Regions from separate parts of the Mus musculus genome. Here region 1 is linked to region 2. The links are chromatin contacts, called in public promoter capture Hi-C maps. All regions are on one chromosome and are shown on one strand. Each heading gives the region's core, a stretch centred on a gene start, on an enhancer-like site or on the middle of the called end of the contact. The rest is flanking DNA. Distances are from core to core; before and after follow the strand shown. Region 1 holds the start of Klhl12 (kelch-like 12). Region 2 holds the start of 6030442K20Rik (RIKEN cDNA 6030442K20 gene).

Region 1 (2,856 bases), core at 330-2,829, 2.0 Mb after region 2:
TCCTGTCTGTGCCTCCTCGCTGTCCTATTTTCTCCTTCCTTCCCTCATCTCACCCCTGGAATGCACACAACCTCCTCTTTAGGCCATTTTTCTCTCTTATGGCTCCAAGAATATCCATACGTGTGCAAGTACACTTTAACCTTTCTTGGTTTCAAACCACACTAATTCATATTTACTTGCTTAAAAGATGTACTCATATACATAAAATAAATAAAATCTTAAAAACAAAAACAAAGAAACTCTCAACCCTCTGACCTTCACCTGTCTTGGGCCTTTCACATGCCAGCCACATTTTCAGCTTTAGTTGTTATTGTTTTCTCCCCTTGAATTTGTTCTCTCCTGCTTTAGTCTCCCAAGTGTGGGTATGCACGTGTAATGTCTAGCTCTCACAGAAATTCTTAAAGAATTTGTGTGTTTTTCTGCTCATCAGGAAAGCATTTGCCTAGATGAAAGAAAAAGGGCAAAGATGTTACTAGGGGAAATGCATATATAAAAGCAGAAGTAGCCAGAGAAGACCAGGAGAACCAGTAGATATGTTTTGTAATTTTAAGATTTTATGTGCATAAATGGTTTGCCTACATGTATACATGAGCACCATGTATGTGCCTGGTGCCCAAGATCGTTAGCTTCTGTTCTAGCTACCTTAAGTTCATCTGCTGTAGTAGTTCTGGGTCCAGATTTGGTGGGGAAGCATTCCTGCCCTGAAGTCTGATGACTACACTACAAAACCTAGACAAAATAGATCTACATTGATCATTTTAACAACTATTTCCAGAGTGCCCTCAACATTTTCTATCAATTCTGCACTCTGTCCACCATATTTAAATGTCAGGAACAGTTTGGGATCAAGAAGCTATGACACGAAGAAAACACTATGTAAAACGAAGACGCTGCCCTCTTGACTACACTTTACTATCCCTAAGAACCAAACGCCGTGCAAAGGAAAACTGGATAATCCAATTAGTCATTCATCTATACTGGAACAAGAAACATCTTTCCCTTCTCAGCCAAAGGCAAAAAGTCAAAATCAACGAAAAGCAAACGTCCTAAGAACCGCAGCACTAATGAACGACCATGGTGAGTCAGAGGAGAGGAGATGGCTGTGGCGTCTTCTTTGAGAAGGGTCTTTGCAGTTTCCCCTACTGCGACCCATTTCTGGTGGCTCAGTCAATCCACAAGTTCCTTTTCCTTGGAGTGAAGGAAGCAATCGCCTCATGGTGACAGGCACATTTAGGACCCTGTGGTTATCCGGGATGGGAAAGTCCTCCCTATGGTGAAGCGGAGCCTGATTCTTCAGAAACCGACCTAGAGAACTCTGAAACCCCGTGGGTCTCCCGAGTGTGGCAGGAACGCAGCCTAGCGCCTGCCATACCGCGTGGGGACCGCCAGTCTTGGGTCCTTCTGGCCTCCAGCGCACTGTCACACGCGGCACTCCCCACCCACCCGTCTACCCACTCTCAGGTCTCTTTTTCTGAGCTCTCAGGTAAGCAGGACTTCTTGGCTCGGCCTCCTAAGGTGACGTAACCCAGGAGAGGCCCGCCCCTCCCGTGGCGTGACGTCATCATGCCGCGCGGTCGCCGTACTCCGAGACTGGAGTTTACCACGGAGACTGCTCCGCAGCGGCTGGTCCGGGCGGCAGCGGCGGCGCTCCGGCTGCTCAGCCGCCTGGGAGCCCGGCGCCTAGCACCTCGGCTCGGACGGCCCAGGAGCCCTGGTGAGTGAGCGCGGCCCTGACACACGGCCTTTCCCTCTGCCCTCAGCCGGGGGCGCGGCCTTCCCCCAACCCGGGTACCCCCCCCAGCCCGGGTCGGTAGGAGATGAGCTGGGGCGCTGCAGGCATAGCGCTGCCTTCTCGGCTTCTCCGGAGCAGCTGCCGCCTGCCCCGGGAGAAGGTTTAACCTGGGAGGAAAGAATTCAGCTGAGAAACAGTAAGGGGACGTTTATTTAGTAAAGCTACACACTCCAAAGATTGGAGTGGGCTTCCTCCGAAGGTAGGCAGTAGCGCATTGGGGTTTTAAAGAAGTTTCTTAAGAATATTAGTGAGGTGTAAGGTATATTCATGCATGAAGGTAAGATAATTCCCTTTCCCTCCCAAATTATAGTGGTCTTCACCTCCTCTTGTAAGGCATTTATCCCCAGCAATCTTGAAAAAAAAAAAAAAAAGCAAGGTATGGGGTGGGAGATTTGGAAACTCCAACACATTGTAATGAAGCCAGTGCCTTTTGAGAATGCAGACCCTTTAACGCGGTTTTGGCAATTTGTTAAGTATCGTTTGCCTTGGTGGAACATCCCAAATACAGTTTTACAGATTTTGACCATGGGAACCTTAGTGTAGTCCCTGCTTAACCGGGAGACACAGCTACCAAGATACTGTTGCAGCTTCCATGATTACCGCATATCTAACTCCTTGCCTACCTAGGTCTCCCTAATACTTGATGGTAAGCTTGGTGTTCTTAGGGGAGAACTCCTTTCTCTCTCTCTCTCTCTCTCTCTCTCTCTCTCTCTCTCTCTCTCTCTCTCTCTCTCTCTCATTGCCTTTTTTCTTCCTTCTAGAATGATTTAGAATGGAACCCCTCTATTTACATATTAGCTGTTCTAGAATGTGTAGTTTTTGAATGGTGAATATATGGTCAGGCTTTGTGCTAGGAGGAAAGTTGCAGCCCTGAGGTTACTGTCATTTATGAAACAAATCTTAAAGTTTAATCACAGGCTGGGCCTTGTGCTAGAACACTAGGAAATCTTCATAATCTTCAGCTCCTGAGAATTCAGCAAATCCCCAGTTTCTTGCATCTCATAGTTTGAAACTATGTTAGCTTAAGCAAACCTTTTAAAAACAAAAAGCATTTACTTTAGCAA
Region 2 (2,700 bases), core at 108-2,607:
TCCTTCACGGCCAACAGTAAACTCCTGGAGAGTTTTTACCCCTCACCGGAACTCCTACTCAACAGTGTCTTTAAGAGGTTGATCTTTAGGGCTAGGCTTATAGGTAGGCTCTGTAGGTAAGGCTTAGGTTCAATCACCAGTACCAGAAGAGCTGAAAGCAAACAAACCAAACCCAAACCCAAACCCAAACCCAAACCCAAACCAAAGCAAACCAGCACAGCAGCAGCAGCTGCAACAACAAAAATCCCAACCCGTCTAATGTTATTTCCTTCTTCTCTCTCACTCCAGGACTCACTAGGGAGCCCAGGCTCCTTCCTGAGTGCTGAGATTACATATATGAGCTATAAGACTGGGTAGGAATTTTTATTTTTTAAACATTAACTTGATCATATTATTCCTTCCTTGAAAATTTTACAAAATGCATGTTCCATTAGAAAAAAACATGGCCAGGGACACCAACAGTCTGCCTACAGAAAATAAACCCATATACACGTGAAAAGTTCATCATTATTACTTCATAAGTGAAACAATGTATTTTTTTTTCTGTTTCACTAAGCCAGTGGGTACAGCCAAAGAGACCTGATAATAAATCACTGTGAGAAGTGCAGAAATATTTCTACAAATTATTTCTGGTTCTATAGTATTTGGATAGCATTTCGGAAATATTGGACACGAAAGGGAGTGAAAATTGTCCAATATCTCTGAGCCTCAATTACTGTTTTTGGGTTAAATGGCTACATGAAAGACATATTTAGGAGATAGTAACTGGTAAATAATGGCTTATACTTGCTGTCACCTGATTTTTTTATGCACTTTATATGCTTAACTCATTTAATCCTCGTAATTCTCTAAGTAGTATTATTATCACTGTCATTTTACGCACAAGGAAAGGGTTAAATACCCATAACGGTGAAGTCAGTTAGGAGGACCTCTAGATTACTGTCATTATAGCTACACAGGGGTGACTTGCCCACCACATTGGATAAACACTTCCCACCCCACGCCCATTATTTACCATTAGCTGGTCTTCTCTGATTGCTCTGTGTACATCAAGTCTGACAGAACTGTGGGACACTCAGTCCATCTCTCTTGACAATGTTCCTGTGCCCTAATCGATGTTGTGTACACAGTAATACCGCAGGAAAGGGCCTAACAAATACTATCGTGCCGTTTTATGTGATGCATAGCATAGTTTTAGAGACGTGAAATAATCTTCACGAAACTAAGTCAGACACATAGTAATTATAGTACTCATAGTAAGGTGAGCCAAGCCAGCACGCGCTCTGACCACGCCAAAGAGCTCCAACACTCTTGCACTAGGGGCCGACCTTTCCCGCTTTCCTGCGGTAGAAAGAATCGCCCGGAACCTTTCTTGCGGAGTCTCAGGCAGCCGCCGGGACAACCCAAGGAACACACGGCATTGTGAGTATTAGTGGGTTAGTGATATGCCTGAAATTTCTTGCTCACTTACGTGGTCCCGGAGAGAAAAGCTTTACATTCTTGTACTTTTTGGAGTTCCGACTGACTATGACATTTTTTTCTCCCTCGATAATATTATAGTTGTTTGATTACAAGAGCGTTTAATATTTTTTTTAATTAGGGAGAAATGTGGACAGCTACGTAAAACGAACAAGGAAGGCGGGGGAGGAAAGCGGAAGCCGCGGGGCCTTCTAAGTCCGAAAGTCTCCGGAGCTTGCGCCAGGCTCTTCGCGGCGCCCCCCACTTAGACGCGGGGCTTCTGAGCGGGTGGGGGAGAAGGAACTGTTGCCGGTGCGGAGACCAGGCGGCCAGCGTCTGCAGGGATGAACCTCGAGTTGCTGGGTGAGGAGGGCTTGCCTGCGACTTAGCAAACCCTTCGGTATTGGGAAGGAGGGAACCTGGGCGGGAGGGACCGCAGGCTGCAACCTTAGGGACACTCTTCGGAGATGGTTCATTGAGTGCTCGTGAGGTGGAGTTGCAGCAGCAGGAGTAAGACCAGCTTCTGTCCGAAGAGAATGCATTACTTTTCTGAAACCGCTTTCAGATCAGTTGTGGAGTCATTGAGGCACTTTTTGTCCGAGCTGTGATTTCGAAGATCGCAGGTGCTGAAGTAACAAATCAGACAGGACCAGAGTTTTGGAGATGCAGTCAGAGGAAGAGTGACCTAGGGTGGGTCAATTTTGAAGACCTGTCAGGGGATCCGGTGCCTAGATGGGATTACTCTTGCTGGAAAGGTGTTACTTAACCAGATTTTATTTTAAAAATAAAAAATAAAAAAAAGGTTAAGGGAATAGGTAAGGGTGTTGTAATTCGGCACTAAGTGGCGTAGTTGGCATTTGGAATCCAGTCATCTTGACTGCCCGTTTAAGGTCCTTAACCGTAGGGAGGTGTAGATCCCCGGAAATGTGAACTACACAAGCAGTTGTTTTATTCTCGAGACAGGGTTTCTCTGTATAGCCCTGGCTTCCCTGGAACTCATTTTGTAGACAAGGCTGGCCTCGAACTCAGAAATCCACCTGCCTCTGCCTCCCAAGTGCTGGGATTAAAGGCGTGCGCCACCACCGCCCAGCCAGTCAGTACTCTTAGCCGCTGAGCCATCTCTCCAGCCCACTTACAAAGATAATTTTTAAAGTGTTCTTTGTCTTTATAGCGGCTTTATTGGAGCATGGGTGCATGCTTGTGGATATAATACTGACGAAGTATGAAAGTATGTGAAAGGTG

What was found. Promoter capture Hi-C pulls out the DNA fragments that hold promoters and counts their contacts.
Region 1: a promoter capture Hi-C map of pre-B cells shows a contact between it and region 2, with 4 times the contacts expected there. The contact joins the promoter of Klhl12 here to the promoter of 6030442K20Rik in region 2. A contact is called at or near these places in 2 of 39 promoter capture datasets (embryonic stem cells and pre-B cells).

What each region holds. Positions count from the first base shown.
Region 1 is chr1:134,453,952-134,456,807 of GRCm38.p6, forward strand. It overlaps Klhl12 (kelch-like 12), which reads left to right and starts at 1,580. Exons shown (of 12, transcript NM_001311136.1): 1 at 1,580-1,714.
Region 2 is chr1:132,475,707-132,478,406 of GRCm38.p6, forward strand. 6030442K20Rik (RIKEN cDNA 6030442K20 gene) reads right to left here and starts at 1,358. Exons shown (of 2, transcript NR_165177.1): 1 at 1,016-1,358. Rbbp5 (retinoblastoma binding protein 5, histone lysine methyltransferase complex subunit) reads left to right here and starts at 1,661. Exons shown (of 14, transcript NM_172517.2): 1 at 1,661-1,821. The coding sequence starts at 1,803.